Linked DNA regions of Mus musculus: region 2 is linked to region 1. Evidence: chromatin contacts called from public promoter capture Hi-C data. All regions are on one chromosome and are shown on one strand. Each heading gives the region's core, a stretch centred on a gene start, on an enhancer-like site or on the middle of the called end of the contact. The rest is flanking DNA. Distances are from core to core; before and after follow the strand shown. Region 1 holds the start of Slc46a1 (solute carrier family 46, member 1). Region 2 holds the start of Omg (oligodendrocyte myelin glycoprotein).

The links. Promoter capture Hi-C pulls out the DNA fragments that hold promoters and counts their contacts.
Region 2: a promoter capture Hi-C map of hippocampal neurons shows a contact between it and region 1, with 2.2 times the contacts expected there. The contact joins the promoter of Omg here to the promoter of Slc46a1 in region 1. A contact is called at or near these places in 2 of 39 promoter capture datasets (hippocampal neurons and liver).

Annotation. Positions count from the first base shown.
Region 1 is chr11:78,464,318-78,467,017 of GRCm38.p6, reverse strand. It overlaps Slc46a1 (solute carrier family 46, member 1), which reads right to left and starts at 1,317. Exons shown (of 5, transcript NM_026740.2): 1 at 1,013-1,317; 2 at 1-667. The coding sequence starts at 1,240.
Region 2 is chr11:79,502,756-79,505,455 of GRCm38.p6, reverse strand. It overlaps Omg (oligodendrocyte myelin glycoprotein), which reads left to right and starts at 1,374. Exons shown (of 2, transcript NM_019409.2): 1 at 1,374-1,553; 2 at 2,429-2,700. The coding sequence starts at 1,551. The region is part of intron 36 of Nf1 (neurofibromin 1); the gene reads right to left.

The DNA of each region.
Region 1 (2,700 bases), core at 68-2,567:
AGCAGAGGGGTGCGCTCAGCTCATAGAGTGTCAGGATATCTTGAGCCCCAAAATGCACAGTAACCACCACGAATATGGCCAAAGAGTACAGGGCTAGATGCATCCTGGACTTTTCTGGGGCTGGAACCACATATAGCCGGGCAATGGATCGATGATGGCGGAGCGTGAAAAGCCTGGTGGACTTTGGCTCCTTCACCGTCTCACCAAAACAAAATGCTGCGTATAGAGCCATGACAATCAGCAGGGCCAAAGCCAGCCAGAAGGGGTTGGCATAACCCTGGGCCCGGAGCCAGTGACCCCCGAGAAGGCTTGCCAGGGTCCCGGCCACACCAATGCATGCTTCCAGCAGAGCCATCCGGAAGGTGCGACTGTGGTTAGAGCTAACATCTGCCACAGAGGCAAAGCTAGCAGCAAGGAGGCCGTTGAAGTCTCCCAGAAGGGCACAAAGAGCTCGGCCAAGCACGAAGAACCCGACGTGCAGTTCTAGCTGCACCACAAAGATGGACACCACGGCCTGGAGCAGCAGACCAAGAGAGGCCAGCACCAGCAATGGGCGGCGACCCACGCGGTCACTCCAGGCTCCCAGCAGGGTGGACCAGAAGAGTCCCACCAGGAAGCCTCCCACGTTCATGTAGAGGGTCCAGTGAGATGTCAGGGTCTCCACTTCCTGTAAAGACACAATCACTAGTGCGCAGGACCTCACTTTGGTTAGCTACCATCACCATCCTGGGAGCTATAGCCTTGCTTTAGAGCCCTAAGCCTCTTGGAATGTTCCTTCAACTTGTAAAAACAGGCCCTGGAGAAGCATTCCCTCCGTCGCTACACTAGATAACTTTCCAAGCCAGGCTTTCTCTAGGTACACCTCCAGCACAAGGCAGCCAGCCAGGGCAGGCCCCCTTTGGTCTGACCCGCCCACCACGCCACGTGTGTCCCGTCCCCTCGGGGACCCCGTCTTCCACAGGCCCCGCCCCGTGCCGCGCTCCGTATTCACAGCTGCTCTGGTCCCTGCTACCTTCATGAGGGGATCCGCGCTTTGGTTCCCACAGTTCTCCCGGTGGCGGGTGCCATTGTAGCCGAGCTCCGTGCTGAACCGGTGCCAAAGGTACTGTGTGGTGAGCGGTCCCTGCAGAACCAGGGCAAAGTTGGCCAGGAAGACTAGGGGCTCCACGGGGCCGCGGAAAAGCACGGGAGCGTTGAGGAAACTGTGGGGCGAGCCCACGGAGCTCACGCGCCCCTCCATGCGCAAACACGGAGGGGCTAGCACCTCGGAACCAGCTGCGGGAGGCCTGGACCAGTCTGTGCTGTCTGCGCCTGCGCCGGCTTCGGGTGCTTCTGTTAAAAGTCTAGAGGGGCGGAGCGTGAGACAGTCTCAAAAGCTTTGGTCCGCTGAACTCTGGGCTGGGTGTCGTCCAAACAATCCCTGTGGTGTGTCCTCACTTCAGGCAACGCAAAGATACTACCGTGCTGCAGCCCTCCTTCCTGGGCGTCGGAACACTCAAAAGAATAATCACTATATCAATAACTAACATTTATTGACAACGTAACTTTGTTCTGGGGCCAGGAATTCTGAATATATTATCTCGTGGCAACCTTATAGATTAGTCACTTAATGATCCGAATCCAGAGATGTGGAAGTAAGGTCGAAAGGCACGCAGGATTAGCGCACAAGACTGGATATGCCAGCTGCGTGGCATCTGCCTCTCGGCACATGTGCATCTGTGTAAGAACAGCCAGAGCCTGGTGGGCCACACTGGAGTACTTGTGCTCTGCCACTGATCCGTTGACCTTGCCTTCACTTGGAAGAAAATCTTAGTGAAGGCAGGACCTAGTGGCATGTGCTTTTAATCCCAGCACACCAGAGGTGAGGCCAGTTTGGTCTAAGCAATACTAGGCTAACCAAGGCTTGATGTTCTGTCCAAAACAAACAAACAAACAAACAAACCAAGAAAGAAAGAATGCCGAGCATGGTGATGCATGCCTTTAATCCCAGCAATTGGAAGGCAGAAGCAGGCAGATTTCTGAGTTCGAGGCCAGCCTGGTTTACAAAGTGAGTTCCAGGACAGTCAGGGCTACACAGAGAAACCCTGTCTCGAAGAAACCAAAAGAAAAAAGAAAAGAGAGAGAGAGAGAGAGAGAGAGAGAGAGAGAGAGGAAGTATTGGAAAATGACAATGAGATTTGGTACACTGAAAGTATTATTTTATATACATACTTTCAGACCAGGCTAACCTCAGACTCATAGAGATTCCCCTGCCTCAGGCTTCTGGATGCTGTTGCTATTAGACCTAATCGCTGTTGGCTATCATTAATGACTAATAGGTTGTCCCTTGCCCCTGTTCCTGTCCTAGGAGCCTTTCCTGGAGCTAGTGTCACATCAAGGACTGGGATCTGATTCTGCAGTTCTCTTAGAGGGTGGAGTAGAGACAAGAGGAGCCTGAGACTGGAGGCCCCTGGGTGTGGGCCTGTGCTCTTCAGTGCCCCTGTTGTAGGAACTGAGCTGGAGAACAGACATCTGCACTGTTGCTGAGCAGCTCAGACTTCCTGTCTGTCTGTCTGTCTGTCTGTCTGTCTGGGCTTCTGTTTTATTGCCTGTGAAAAAGGAGTGCCCTTACTTGGTGCCGTGGAGATCTGAACACAACACTGAAGCAAACAGATGAAGCCCCCCACCAGGCACCACAGCTTCTAGATTGGTGGGGAGAGA
Region 2 (2,700 bases), core at 125-2,624, 1.0 Mb before region 1:
TTTATTTATTTTGTTTATTTTGGTTTTTTGAGGTAGCATTTCTCCATGTAGCCCTGGCTGTCTTGGACTCGCTGTAGACCAGGCTGGCCTCGGATGTGTAGAGATTTCCCTGCTTCTGTCACCTGAGTGCTGGGACTAAAGCTGAGCACCGCCATGGCCAGCATTTTATTTTATATTTTCAGACAGGGTCTCATCTATTCTAGGCTGGCCTTGAGCTTGCTGTGTAGTCAAAGCTGGGCTTCAATTCCTGGCCTTCTTACTTCCACCTGCTGAATGCTAGGATTAAAGGTGTGTGTTGCCACTCCAGCTTTGATACTGCTATTCATAAAAATAAAATTATCTTTTGTTCAGACCCAACAATACCTCTGGAGAAAGCAATACTCTATCCATACCATCCAAAACAAGTTTCATGGAAGAAAAAAAATAGCAAAATCAAAACCAAACAACTCCATCTAACTCAAATACATAAAATGTAAACAATTATTTTACCATTTGACTGGTAATTAAAAGTAGAACATTAAAATAGAAGAAACAAAACAAAATATCTAGTATCTACTGGTTATGGTAGTGCACATCTTTAATTCTAGCAGTGAGAAACAGAAGTAGGAAGATCTCTGTGAGTTCCAGGCCAGCCAGGAAGACACAGTGAAACGTATTTTAGGCTGGTGTTGTTTTATAGTCCAGCATCCTTATTTTACATGTGGCTTGTTCTTATTTGATCACTGTCACTAAGGCAGGACTGTGTGCATGTGCTGGGGAAGGAGACTGTGACGACAACGCAGCTGGCCTGTGTGCAGCATTAGTCAAACGATCTTTTGTATCAGGAAGGCAAAAACAAAGTAATCATATTGAGTATTCCTGTGCTTCCTAAAAGGTAAGATGAAACACGTAATTGACTGATAAATTCGAAAAGCTAATTAAATATAATAATAGTAGCCACGATGGAGGAAGACATAAAAATCAAGATTTCTATCATGACATACATATGAAAAGGTTACGAGACAATTTAACTGTTTTTGAAAAGAACATAAAAATGCGGAGATTAAAAATAGTTCAATGAATATCCTGGAAATCAATTCACAAAGAACATTTTTCAACACATAGAAAGAATGTAGAGGCTTTAAGAAAAATTACAGCAAGCAAATGTTAAATGTGCAACCTAAACTCAGAGAAATACACAGAAGTAAAGCCCAGCCCTAATTTGCATGAAGTATTCTACCCGACAGAGAACTGAAGCTATGTAAGGCACTCTCTGGGCTGTAAATTAAAAAAAAAAAAAAAAAAAAAGAAAAAGAAAAAGAAAAAAAAAAGTCCATTTTGTTGCGTATGCACCTCTTGCAATAAATTTGAGTCAGCACCAATGACAGCTCTGCAGTCCTCCTATGTGGTGCTGATCAGGTGGTTGCAGAGCTTCGGCTCACAGCAACACAATGCAGCTGAGCTGGCAAGCAGAGCCCACAGCCAGAAACCCTTCCGACTCCCACAACAAGACGACCTTTAAGCTGCAAGTTTCCCGGAGAAAATGAGATACTGATAGTGAAGACGACATTATGGTAAGCAGTTGTTTAAATTGGTAAAAGACGGATTTTGAATTTTTTCCTTTTCTTTAGCTTTTTTTTTTTTTAAAGCTAATGTTAGGATTGAATATATTCAATAACAAGTGCATGCACCAAAATCTGCTGCAGTAATAGCCGAGGTTTTCATTTTAATGTCCACTCACTTTGTAAATACATATATTGTTTTTCCTTTAAAATTGGTACTGAAATATAAGGGAAAAAATCATTTTACAAATGTACGCTATCGGGCTTGATTTTTCCAAGTTCATTAAAACGTTTTTTACCAGGATATAGTTATCCATGAGAAGATGAAATTTCAAAAACTGTTTTAATCTGTTTTAACATCTCAAACTACAAACATATTGTGTCTTATAATACTGCAGAGATTTAAGAAAAACAGACATGACAGCCATTTTTTTTCTGAATCAAAAACATTATCAAAAATAGTAACAGCCTAAGTAAGCCTATAAAACTCCTCATTTGCAGACAGTGCCATTCTATCATATAAAGGCTCCGAGAAGATAAATAAGATGAATATACTAAAGGATAAAAATAAAGAGAAAATGTAGGAGAGTCTCTCTCTCTCTCTCTCTCTCTCTCTCTCTCTCTCTCTCTCTCTCTCTGCCTTTCTGTCTGTCTGTCTCTCTCCCCCCCAGTTCCCCCACCCCCACCCACCACATAGCCCCAATTGAAGGATTAGGCATTTGGACTATAAATGAAGGGCAGCTTTGTTAGTTTAATCACTGGAACAATTATAAAAGGACTCAACAACAAGGAGGTTTATTGAAAATTTTGCCGAATGCTAACTGACCCATGCAGATGCTGAGAGTGAATTTGCATATTAAAAGAAGGATGTATCTGTTTGTTTTCAGGCTTTGATGGAATATCAGATACTGAAAATGTCTTCCTGCCTGTTCATCCTTCTGTTTCTCACGCCTGGCATCTTATGCATTTGTCCTCTCCAGTGTACATGCACAGAGAGGCACAGGCATGTGGACTGTTCAGGCAGAAACTTGACTACATTACCACCTGGACTGCAGGAGAACATTATACATTTAAACCTGTCTTATAACCACTTTACTGATCTGCATAACCAGTTAACCCCATATACCAATCTGAGAACCCTGGATATTTCAAACAACAG